Regions from separate parts of the Zea mays genome. Here region 2 is linked to region 1. The links are chromatin contacts, called in public Hi-C maps. All regions are on one chromosome and are shown on one strand. The core of a region is the stretch at or near the end of the contact, and the rest is flanking DNA. Distances in the headings are between cores, read along the strand shown.

The links. A called contact is a pair of places that touch in the nucleus more often than the background predicts.
Region 2: a Hi-C map of leaf shows a contact between it and region 1, with 4 times the contacts expected there. The contact joins the enhancer-like site here to the promoter of LOC100191869 in region 1. A contact is called at or near these places in 7 of 25 Hi-C or Micro-C datasets (ear, endosperm, leaf and 1 more).

Annotation. Positions count from the first base shown.
Region 1 is chr6:78,439,316-78,445,883 of Zm-B73-REFERENCE-NAM-5.0, forward strand. It overlaps LOC100191869, which reads left to right and starts at 4,296. Exons shown (of 8, transcript NM_001360688.1): 1 at 4,296-4,500; 2 at 4,687-4,836; 3 at 6,005-6,082. The coding sequence starts at 4,384.
Region 2 is chr6:78,754,647-78,761,214 of Zm-B73-REFERENCE-NAM-5.0, forward strand. No RefSeq gene overlaps it. Among protein-coding and RNA genes, the nearest start is that of LOC103629456, 44 kb to the left of the region's middle. Within about 2 kb of position 3,420, at least 13 of the 20 cell types and tissues checked have an H3K27ac peak or open chromatin away from gene starts, as enhancers often do. A contact at or near this core is called in ear, leaf and tassel, where this site is marked.

The DNA of each region.
Region 1 (6,568 bases), core at 3,046-5,545:
CCAAACCGGACAAAACATTCCCCCTCCTTATCCTCCCGGTGCTCCCCAGCCATCATAACCCTGGGGTTTGGACCGTACGAGTTCAGATTGAGTGACTGCCCATACAGTCTCGAGTGGTTGTACTTGTCATGAGTACAGGTAGTGAAGGATGACAAACCGGTCCTTATATGAGGGGACAATCCTCCTGCTCACACCTAACCTGGCTGAGCCAACACCTGAGGCCCTCCCCTAAACCAGGGAGTCCCTGATTATCCCACTCAAAAGGTGATAAGGGTGAATACCCTTCATCATACACTTTTTTGAAAACATCGCTTAGTAAAAACACCACCCTTTTTTCATCCAACATTTTGTACTCAAAAAAATTCTTTAATGCAGGCTATCTCTCTTCTCACTATGCAAAAGACCCATCCCTTATTCCCGGCTTAGGTAGTGGTAGAAAGAGTAGGTAATTTATGCATCAAGGGAAGAATGGACTTGCCTTCATCGAAGTTCTCCTGGCACGAAAGATCTATTTCGGAGAGGTCGAGTTCCGGCCCTTCTTCCGGAGTCACAAATTCCAGAGGATCGGATCCCTCTTCTCCTAGCAAAAATAGATAATGAACAATACATCAACCATGGTGGCTTGGTGGAGTGTGCCAACTTTTAAATATTATTATTTTGTGCCCTATAATTTGTTTAGACTATTTTTGGTGCATAAAATATCAATATATGCATAAATACATGAAAATAGGAAAAAGAAATGGAAAAAGGAAAAAGAAAAGAGATTTCCTGCTAACTGGGCCGGGGGGGATTTCGGCCCAACCGAGCGCAGGCGCGCGCGCGGGCAGGCGACCCAGCTTGGCCCGCCAGTGGGGGACGGCGCCGTGGGCGCGGGCCCATGTGCCAGCGAGGAGGGGGTACGGCGTTAAGGGGGGGGGGGAGCCGGCCGGAGTCGACCGCCGGTGAGGTTCCGCGGCGGTTCTCCGTCGCGGTCCCCATTTCGAGTGGTCGAGGAGGTGGCTAAGCACGGGTGGGGGTATGGGATCACGATGGAGGGGTTAATTTCGTCGGAGGGTGCTCGGGACGGCCGGTTCACGGTGAGGTGTCGGGCGCTCGCGACGGTGAGATCGCCGGTGAGGCTACCGGGAGCAATAGGTGAAGGGAAAGGGTGTGCCGTGATCGTGATGGAGCGGTGGAGCTCAAGAGCTACATTAATTTGACTAGAATTCAACAGAGAGAGGAAAGCGGAGCTCACCGGAGAGAAGGAAGGCGGCGGCGCTGAGCGCGATTCGGTCCAGTGCAGGGGGAGAGGGAGTAGCCGAGGCCGGTGTGAGGAAGGATGGAGCTTGGGTGGTCCTTTTATAGGCGACCGGGAAGGGAAAGGGGGAGTGAGGTGGTGACCACCGGTGAGCTTGCCATGGCGGCAATGATGGCGCACAGTGGCGATGGGATGGCTCGAGCAGACGATGATGGGATGGCTCAGGCAGGTGCAAGGAGACAGAGATGCAAGGCGCCAAACCTTTCTGGCGAGCGCGTTAATGGCGAGGCGACGGAGCGAGCGGCGGCCGGCGGTGATCGCGTCGATAGCAGATCACGGGCGAGGGGAGAGAGCTGACAGGCGGGGCCCGCCTGTCAGAGAGATGGTGATCGAGAGGGGGAGGGCGCGCGCGGGGGAGATGGGCCGCGTGGGCCGAGCAGGGAACGGGCGCGCGGGAGAGAGGGAGAGAGGGTTGGGCCGGATCCGGCCCAGCGGAGGGGGGAGAGGATTTCCTTTTTCTTTTTCTTTTTCTAATTCTATTTCTTTCCTTTTTCTTTTAATCTCCTTTTTTCTTTTGAACAAATATTTAGCTATATTTTCTTGGGTGTCAAAATATTCTATGTGAGGTGCTTCTAACAACCATGGTGCATGCATATGATGAAAGAAATGCCTTATGAGGTGGGGGTCTTAGGAGATAATTAGGGGGGTTTAGGAGTTTTAGGGTTTCTAACCTTGGGATCAAAATTGGGATGTTACACCTGCTCCACACGAGGACTCTGATGGCCTGGGCCCACCATTCAGTGGCTTGCGCTCGGCGCGTCCCTCTGTCGTGTGGGACCGCACACTCAGTCTTCGTTCCCATAACAACCATGCCGAAGTCGTCGGCGACCGCATCAGCTCCTCACGGCGTGGGAGTTGACCGAGACCCCTTCAAAACAGTCTGCAAGTACCGCAACCGCGCCCTCTGGACTCACCTCGACTCGCCCCGGCATTCACTCCTCCACCTTAGCCGCGCCCGCGTTGCTTGCGGTAGTCGCTGGTGCCGCCGTACAGGCCCTGGATCATCACGCCACCCGGGGTCAAATTGGGGTGCTCGGGAGCTTCATTGGCGCTCGGCGGAGGTTCCTATGGCAACCTAAGGGGATGCGATAACTCGGAGCCAGGGGAATTCGTCGCCGGAATTTCTCCTCCGCCGCGGTGGCACCGCACGCCATGGGCAGGGCTCGTCACTGTTTCTATCACTGGTAAATCCACCACCACGTCCTTCACCTTGTCCTTCTCATAGGGTAGAACTCGTTAGATAGCGGATTAGGACATCAGGGCGTCGGCCATGGCCTCACCGGTGAACTGCGCCACCGCGGCTTGGGCTTGGGGATTGAAGACGCTTGCGCGCCGTCGGATTGAAGCGGACGGTTTGGGTCATGGCGCGCTGTCGTTTAGTATAGTTAGATCTGAGCCGTTGGTTCCAATCGGGTGTGGACCGTCGGATCTGAATGGGTGGTGGTGATTAAATCATCATGTACCCCTTCGTTGCGAGGAATGGTGACCATCAAATTCTAATCTGACGATGGGGATCTAGAGTAGGTGTTGTTTTCGGTCGGGTTCCTGGTGGCCGTTAGATCTAGATCCGAGGGCTCCAATTGGGGCGGGTCGTTGTACAGCTAGATGTAATCCGGTCCGTTTGGTTTTGATCCAACGGCCAAGGTCTCTGTGTACCCCTTCGCTGTGACGATTTAGCATATGAGTCCCTCGGATTAATACAAATGAACCTGCAATCCTAGCGACGGGGGATCTGAGTCTTAGGAACCACGCCAACTGCAGGAGAGCGGGCCACACCGTCAGGTGTGGACCGAGGCGCACTAGTGGGTGGTGGCATGATAGTAATTATTATTATATGTGCATGATGCACTGAGATAGTAATTATTATTATATGTGCATGATGCATTGAGATATCAGTGTGTAACAAATCACAGTATATCTTATTTCTTCCTATCTAAATTGCCATTATTAAACCAAATTTGTGAACATGAAGCACAAAGTTGAGTTACAGCTTTTGCTAATTTGCTCTATATTAGCTCATTGCTGATCTTCCACTACGATAACTACTAATTGAGCCATATTCATCACTTATTTAATATATAACAAGAATGTTGGAGCTAAAACCGCATCATAATGGGTCTTCGACCTACAAATTGCATGTTGTCATAAAATTATTATAAGTGCATGATGCACTGAGATATCGGTGCGTAACAAATCACACCAGTATCTTATCTCTTTTATCTGAATTGCCATTATTAAACCAAATTTATAAACAAGAAGCACAAAGTCAAGCTACAACTTTTGCTCTATATCAGTTCATTGGTGACCTTCCACTACGACCATTTGCTACTTCATGTTTTTTTTCTTAAATGAGGTACCAACAAAAACATCTTTATAGTTGGTTTTATTGTAAAGGTTTAGAACATATTTGAATAGAAAACGTAGCAACGTACGTGCACCTAACTATAATAGGTAGTACAGAAAAGATATCTCTAACTCTACTACCTATTAAGGAACTATTGTAGACCACGGGCACTACCATGCCCCCCGTTCGCCCGGCGTCAGCTCTGCGATGCCCGAGATACGCGCCCTCCTGCCAGCGCAACCTCCGAAGTCCAGGCCTCGCCCCACGTTCCCCTGTCACGCCTCCCTTTTTGCGCACACGCCCACCAGCTTCTCGTCAACCAGGTGCGTTCACTGGGAAGCATATAATAATGATATTTATCATTATATATATATATATATATTTTATACTAATTTTTTAAGTATCATGATAACGCACGGGCACACACATAATTCTCTCTTAGCGTTGCTCTAAGATTAACTTAACAGGGAGCGTTCCAAAAAGCGACCCACAACCTTGCGGAGTAGGCCCGTTTAGCCTACCTATGCAGCCCAACTTATGTTGTCGTCACGTTCATCTCGTCCCATAAAGAGCTGTACACCTACCGGCCTAGGAGGCCCATATGCTCATCATCATAAACACCAGGCGCCGTCAAGAAAAAAAAAACAGAGGAAAGAAAAAACCGTCAGAGCGACGTTAGTCGGCTCAGCTGTAGTGTAGTTGCAGGTGTTCGCCGGCACACGCGCGTGGCCGCGAACCCTAGATGACACCGGCGAACGGCGCCCCAGCGCGGGCAGCGGAGGCGGGCCCCCACGAGGTGGAGTCGGAGGCCGACGCGTTCCGGCGCCAGGTCGACGACCTCGTCTCGAAGACCGACGTGGTAATCCTCTGACCGCCTACTCCTCCCGTCTCGCATAGCGACGATGACGCGACTCTGGCGCGAGAGAAGCGTCGATTAGAATGTTTTGTTTGGTGACTTGGGGGAATTTGTGTTTTTGTTTGTTGGCGTGACAATTCGGGCGCAGTATTCTCAGATTGGGGTTTGTTGGCGATGTGTGTGCTGCAGCTGGAGCGGCGGGTGAAAGAGGTGGCGGACTTCTACGATGGCAAAAAGCACGGAAGCGGCGGGAGGAAGGGTGGTGGTGGTGGCAGGTATGGGGCATCCTCGAGGGGAATGCCGGACCTTATGCGCCAGTTCGGCGTGCTTTTGAAAGAGGTAACTTTGTCAGTGCTTGCTTGGTTCGTTCTGTTCTGTTGGGTCGCGAAGCATGCTGTAGAAAGTCTGGCCAATTTAGAACAGTAAACGACTAGATAATTTCGACAATGTTTAATTGTTTATAATTTTCTTCTCCAGTGGCCCCTTCCAGTTTCCTTTTTTAGACCAAAGTCCATTGGCACAGCTTACTGCAGGAAGATCTCTAACACCTGAAAAACACAAACTAACTCAATACTCACCAGAATTTAAACAACCACTATGCAAACTCCTCTAAAAACCTACCAGCAAAAAAAAACCGACAAATATACAGCCACAGCCGCATTTACTTTCAGCAGTTCATGCAAAAACAACACCAGACTCCTGCTACCTAGCCAAAACTCAACCACAATAGAGAAAACAGCACTCTAATTTTGTTCAATGCTGTTTACCATGTTCCTGATAAGCTCTGCCACTCTTCTTTATCCTTCCTTGAAACCATCACCTTCCAGTTCTGCAGCAAGGCCACCAGCTTGAATAAGACCACTACCACCTTGGCTCCTTGATCAAGTTGTTGGAACCTGCACAGCAAAAGAGAATCGCCAACCGTTGTCTTTCTATATCTAAAGCCAGGAAGAATAAAAGTCATTACAGTCTACTTTGTTTTGTTAATTCTGACTGCTGATTGGATCCTACAATGGAATGCCATCCACAGAAAGATATTCACCATTAGAAGAGCTATGCAGTCTTATACGTCCACCTTATGTTGATTCACCACACCACCAGAAGTCAAATCTTTGTATAGAGATTTTGTTGTGTCTCCCTGACCTCTCTACCCCCAGATCACTACATCTCTTCCTTTGGAGAGAGAACCATCCCTCTAAGGGGCCGTTCGTTTCTTCCGGAATGGAGGCATGGAACAATTCCTAGCCGGTTTGTTTCTCTAAATTATATAAGTTTTGATCGGCTGGAATGATTCCTGCTCCATTCCTGGACAAACGAACAAGGCCTAAAGGTGCCTCAGTTATTCCTTCCCCAGACCCCACTTATGTAGGAGCCGCTAGCATTGGGTCTGTTATTTCATTCAATCATTATAGGAGAATCAGAAAGTGTGTGATTGGTTTGCCATATGAAAGTTTCCATTCATCTCTTTTCCATTTGCACTCAGTCTTCTTGATTTTCATTCTTCCAGATCACCTCTCATAAAGATGCATGGCCATTTCTGGAGCCGGTGGATGTTGTAACTCTACAGCTTCCTGACTATCACAACGTAATGGCTAAACCTGCTAATATAATTTTGTCATTTATCGCTGCAGTTGATTCCTAACAGAGTAGTAATTTTGGTTACAAGGGGATATTGTTGTAGGTAGGTGAAAATATTTATCACTAATGTTGTTGTATATCTTTAGTGTTATCCTGGATGTATGAGCAATACAAAATCTTGACAAGGTACACTGACTTTTATCTTGATCCAGTTTGGCCTCCGTTTGCCTTATATTGCAAGCACTTGTATATAAATATAAGTATATAACTACAATAGACATGAGCCATTGTAGTTAGTGGCTTTTCCTTTATCAGTGGAACCTTCTCACCCCCTTTTGAGAGTTTTACCATTGAATGAATACAACAGTTTATGTTCAGTTTCTTGAAATACAAGGTTGTATCCTTAACCTCTATTATCTGTTACATGATTGTATCATTTATTATTTTTTATGTATCACTTCAAATTGTGGAATCCTTGACATGTAGCTGTATA
Region 2 (6,568 bases), core at 2,170-4,669, 310 kb after region 1:
TGAGAACAAGTCCCTAACACCTATGCTCCTCGCTCTCTCTCCCCTATCCCTCATTACTGTCCAACATACGCTACACTAGATCAACGGGAAGTTTAGTTCCTTTTAACCTTTCTTTGTTAAAATTTTGGTGTTATATTTGAGCAACTAAACAACTTCAAATCAAATATTTTTAACTACAAAGTTGTATGTCCCACTAAAATATACAAAATTATAAAAAATATTGTTCTAATCCGAGTTCAAATGAAGTATCTAGTCTCAATGCTCCCCAAAATGTATCACATTTTTTTGGGCATTGGTTGGATGGTGTGAATCTAGATACTAAGAAGCAATTTATGGTAGGATTGCAGCCATATTGTGGGCTATATGGACCAGTCGAAATCATGTTATTTTAATAATGTAATTGTTATGTCACCAATGCAGGTCATATACAAGAGCACTTATTGAATTTAGTTCTAGAGCCTACTATAGAAGAACAAGGACCAACTTTTGCTAAAGGATGCTTCCCTGCAACTAAAGATAATTGCGATGGACTTAGGCTCAAAAGATCCCAAGTTGTAGAGAAGCTACGAAAAATAGCCGAAAAGGAATGGGGAACTTAGACTCAAAAGAGCCCAAGTTGTGCTGGTCTAGGCCTCACCGGACCAGTCCGGTGGCGCACCTGACCGGGTCCGTTGGGCGCCTAGACTTGGCCATGGGCGGCATGGAACAATGGACTGGGTCCATGTACACCGGACCACCTGAACGATCCAACTTTGAGGTCTCGGGAATTTTATTATAAAATTCACCAGACTGTGGACAGTGCCGGTCTGGTGGCGCACTAGACGACCCACCAATGGTTACTTCGCGGGCGAGCCAACGTCTAGCTGAGGTGGCGCTAGGTCCGGTATTGCATTGGACCGGTCTGGTGCTCACCAGAAGAGGAAACTGCTAATCAGGATCCCAAACTCGGGTCACGTGGACCCGATCCGGTGGCGCATCGGACCGGTCTGGTGCTCCCGGAGAAAGCAACATTTTGGCAGTTTTTTTACAAGGAAGGAACAACGGCTCTCAGCCCTTTTAGAGCTATAAAAGGACCCCTATGGTGTAACACCCCTAGTGTTTACTAGAACTAAAACTTGGTATGGCATCATATGCATTGGCATGGTCGTGTTGTAATGCACCTAGAATGCATTTACTAGAATAAAAAATAATCAAAATCTAATGTGGTGATCAGTGGAGATCAGAAGACATAGTTGGAGAAACTTTAGATTTAACCCCAACAATGGAAATTGTGAGCTGGTAATGTTTTGCCAAAAGTCAAAATATCAAATCCATAAATTTTTCCAAACCAAACAAGTCTCATGTGTGGAGAATTCCAAGTTTTATAGCAAAAAATGGAGAAAAACTCACAAGTTAGTTTTGACCTAGCGTTTGGATTTCTGAAAAATATTAGCAACTATCTGTATTTGGACCATTATAACTTTTGATCTATGGATGCTTTGAAGATGTCCACTATATCAAATTTGTAGAGCTACACTAGGTGCACAAGTTTGATTAGCTTCCCAGCCCTAAAAACATATGGAACTGCTTGTAAAACTTGCTCAAATGTGGTATGTCAGAAGCTGGATTCCAAACTTAGTGTAATCTCTGAAACTGAAGAATTTATGGTCTGAAGCAAATTTGGAAGCCAGTTAGTGGCTAATCCATGCAGTTTTGGATTTGGGGTATTGTAAAAAAGTGGAAGACCACATGTTGGTGTTTAATTTTTGTTAAAGATCATGCCCCTAAAGCTGTATGAAACTAGTAGCAAAACTGGTCCAAAGATCCTATGCTTCAATCTGGATTTCCTGACTTAGTGCAAATACAGATTCTAGAGTTGTGTGTTTGGTCCAACTTTGGAGTTCTTTTGTGCTTGATATATGAGGTATTAAGCCATACTATCTGTAACAAAGTGGAATATAATATATTAGTGCACAAGTTTATTGAAGTGAGGTTGGCCTGTTGCTACAGAAAAATGTGAGTAAAATGCTCTCCAAATTGCTCTGTCAGACTGTGTGGATGGAATCAAGTTCAGTCAACTGAATTTTGGGTTCAGTGACTTTTGCTCCACTTTGGGGGTACCATAACTTGTAATCCATATATACTTGGTTCTAGAGTGTTGTATAAAAGTGAAAGACCTGTACTCAATGAACAAGTTTGGAGTAGGGAGCATGGTCTGCCCTTCTACAGAATTTGGAGAAATGGGGGTGAAATCTAGGCTGCAGTCGACTAAAGAACACAGACTAAGTTTCAGTCAACTGAAATTAGTTGCAGTGAGTTGAGGTCGACTTTGAGCCATTGTAACTTGTGATTCATGTGTATTTGGCCCTAGAAGATTATAACAAACTTGAAGATCTAGTATAGGTAAACAAAGTTGCTTAACTAAGGTTGATCTTCCCGTGCTTGGAATAGAGATAAATAAAAGAAGGGTTGAATAGGATGGTTCAGTCGAATTGGATAGATCAGAGCTGTCCAACAAAATCTGAGATAATAGGACTATTGTTACCTGCCTCCCTGTCTTCCATGCAGGGGGTGTGACTCATGTTCACCTTATGCTGGCACCTTGTGTGGGTTTGAGGGAGGATGTCCACATGCTTGTGCTCATGCAGTAGTTGTCTTTATGTTTCTCCTCGCTGGGTTCTTGGACAGTCCCAAAAGGAACTTGCTTCTTTCTCCCTTGCCATAAACACTAGGGTTGAGGAGTGTGTCTTTGGTATCCCTGTAATCCTTACTCCAGTATGCTCGTGTGAGGTTGCTTGTGTTTATGTAACCGAGGCATGTTAACCAAAGCCATTTTCCCCTAGAAAACCCTCCAATACCTTTTAGACCTTGCCAGTGGTGGCCACACCGGCTCTTCTCCCTGGTTCACCATGGCCAACACCTTCTAAGGTTAGTCATGCTTGTCTAGTCGATGTTTTGTGGTCTTATGTCCTAGTGATGCTCACCGAGTCGTCCTTTTGAATTCTACCACAGTGCTTCCACCAGAACGCCGCCAGATCACTCGGTGAACGCCGAGACATCTTCCACGTCGACCGACTGAACCCCGTCCTCCTTGACCCGACCATGGTGAGCACCGTATGTTAGACATGTTACTGAAGCTTGATGTAGTCGGGGATTGAACGCTACCTTGCTAGAAACCCCGACCGACCTCGCGCGGAGCTCGGTTCTCCGCCGCCGTGGCTAAAGTTGACCTAGAGCACTTGGGACCAGTTAATTGGGGGAAAACAATGAGTTAGTCTCGGGGGTCACGTTGATGTGCTCGAGTTCATCGGAATGGGTCGCCGGCGGTCGCGGACGTGAAATTGTGAATAAGAAAAAGAAGAAGGGCTTAGGTGATCAGATCAGTGAAACAATCAAATAGTGCCTAGGGTTCTTTAATGGATATATATCGGCGAGGGTCTTCATGTAAAACGTGCAGCGCGGGAGCGGGCTGCGGGCGTGGAGGCTGATTTCCTATGCACTTGGACCAGATTTAAAGCTTTTGGCCCAGCACTATTCACAATTTCTCTTTTTCCTTTTGCTAATAGATTGTAAAATCCACTAGAAAATATAGAGAAAGGCAAAGTTTGTGAAACCAATTTTGTAGAATTCATAAAAGTGTGTAGTGCTTGTTAAAAAATATTTTTAGGATTTTTACAAGAGAGAAAATTGTAACTAATTTAACAGCGACCTTAGGCAGCTTAAATGAATTTTAGAAATAAAACCAGAGCACCAAAAATTATGAAAATTAGTGGAAAAACTATTTACCACTATATTAGAACCTGGTAAAAATTTGAATATATTTGGAGTTAAATTCCCCAAAGAACCATAAACTAGCAAAGTATAGGCATTTAAAACCCTAAACCTTAATATTAATCTAGGGTTAGATAAAACTTAAGTCATGTAGAATCTTGAGCAACTAGTTTGATAAACTTTAGTCTATTTAGTTCTCTGATTGTCTGAAGTAAGTTTAGTTTGATCATTGTGAGCCAACATTAGGTAACCTAGAACTATGCAATCACGACATGCTTATTTAAGAGTATTTAAGTTTTCCACCTCTCCCTAGTGAGAGTTTACATGGCATATCATTACATGAGCATTCATATACTTGTAATTGACTTGTAGAACACCTAGAAGAAGTGTTTGAAGTGGAAGTGGAAGAGGAACTTGTTCCTCCATCTGAAGCTTCTCCAACTGAAGTTTTTCCCGAAGGTCCTCCCGAAGGTGCTCTAGTAGGTTTGCTGCCAACTACAACATTTTGGTAGAAGAGCCTGACTCACCTCCTCATCAAGGCAAGCCCCGATTCATTTAAACCTTTCCTTGTGTTTCAAAACTTTTATCACTTATATGATGCATTAGGTGGTAGGAGATGAATGATTAAACCTTTACTGCATAACTTCCTTAAACTATTGTTTATCATCCTTGGCACCTAATTTGAAAAAGATAGATATGCTTAGTATGCTTATAGATTAGAAACAAAATATTTTGATGTATGAATCATGTTTTTACAAAGAAAAAGGACTTGGAGTGATGAAGGTATCAAAGGCCTTGATGACTTCATCATTCAACCATGGTACCTCTGACAGGTACAAGGTTTTGAGAAATAGTTTAAATTGAGAACAAAAGTTGAGCAGGAAAGGTCGCCCGTTTGTGTCGTTTAAGGACCGCAACGATTGTTGGCCTGCTAATCTAGGACCCTTTAAGTGGCCACATGCCTCGTCATGGGTAAGCTTTGCCTCGGTCGGACCAATACCAAAACAGATCGCACGCACTGGGAGTGGAGAGAAGGCGGGAGTAACGTGTACCCACCTAGCAAGTGGCTGGATGGTGGGGTACTATGCTCTCGGGTCACGTGAACCCGTACTGGTCTTGAGAAAACCAAGTGTGAGTTGACATATGCAAGGGTTAAGTGCTACATATGTCATGTGGTTGGAGATCCCCAGCTGGGTATCAATCGATTCGGGTCACCGTACTTCTCAGATATGAAGACTGGATCTTCGACCCTCATCGTAGATAAGAAATGAAACAAGTTTGGTTATGTAAAAGAAAGCTAGACTAGGTCAAGTGAAGGAACTAGATTAGAGCAACCTAGAGAAAGGTAATAACTTAACTTGGAATGTAAAAGGTTGGCCTAAGGACCAAGTAATAGTAAGCTTTTACGCAAAACTTGAGTCATTAAACATTGATGACCTTTACCTTGATTCCCAAATCAACTAGCATATCCTTGAGAGTCTTTTCTTTAGTAAGGTTAGTCTTGCTGAGTAATTCTGTACTCAGGGTTTTATTCCCTATGTTGTTGTAGGAGAAGTTCTTAACACGTTTGAATACTATTAGGCTCACACTGGAGACCTTTTACTTATGTTTGTTTGTATGTGTGCTTGTGGATACATAGCATCTTCCCAAGTGATGTAATAAATTAGCACTTTGACTCTACCTCGGGCATATAATAATGAACGCCACTTGGTTTTTAAACTTAAATGTTTGCTAATGTCTATTATCTTATTGTAAAGTCTTCCGCTCAACTCCTTTGTTTATAGTTTATGTTCATATATGGTTATTGTGATGTTCGGAATTATGGATGAATGATCCTTGGAAATGAATGAGTTCATCGAAACTCGACACCCTGAGTAAGTTTATGATTCACTTACATATCTATTAGAGGCCTTAAAGGCAAGGATTGGTGTACGTGGGTCCAATAATTGGTTGGGTTGTGACAACTGGTATCAAAACCTGCACCCATTCTTGCGAACGATATAATAATCTTTTGAACATTTTTTCAAAAGATTTTGAGTCTAAATGATTTTTGGAAAAACCTAAACTTGATTACATGCCTGGTAGTAGGAGTGCAAACTAGTACTGTAGTTAAGCTAAGGACTAATAGGTGGCTTAGGTTAAGGTACTAACCACTAACCCACAACTGGGAAGGGTAATGCATACATGTGTAATGTTAATTTTTGAACCATTCAATTTTGAATGGATCGACGACTAAGGTAAAGTGGAGCTATGAGAGCATGACCGAACAAACGTCGGTCTAGGGGAGTGCTTAAATGTGGCGCTTGACTATATACATATTTTCGTATATGTATATACAAAGGTTGCGATATGGAGTATTTACTTTTTCAGGACCCATTACCCCATGGATGTGTATGGGTACACATATATGGGAGTACTGAAAAGTGTAATGTACTGGTAACGACGCACCTATGTTTAGGTAAGAAGGTGAGTTACCACAATGAGCTGCCCTATGGTTAAAGTGCAGCAACGGCGCCTATGCATGGCTCGACACTTAATGAGGAGTTGGCCTCTATATAGATATATATGGAGTATAAATTGTGATAAACTATCAAGCGTGACTTGCATCATGGGGAAATGGGTTGTAATGAAATTTTCTGCTGGTACACTGTAACACCATGAATTTGGGGGTATAAAATTTCTTCTCTAAATGTCTACTAAATTTAAGTGTTACCTTCTCTCTCTCTCTAAACTTCCTCTCTCTTCCTTTTGATTAGAGTTAAGTCAATTAGGTGAGGGATTAATTATTTATTTTATCAAAATCTATGTGAGTGATGAA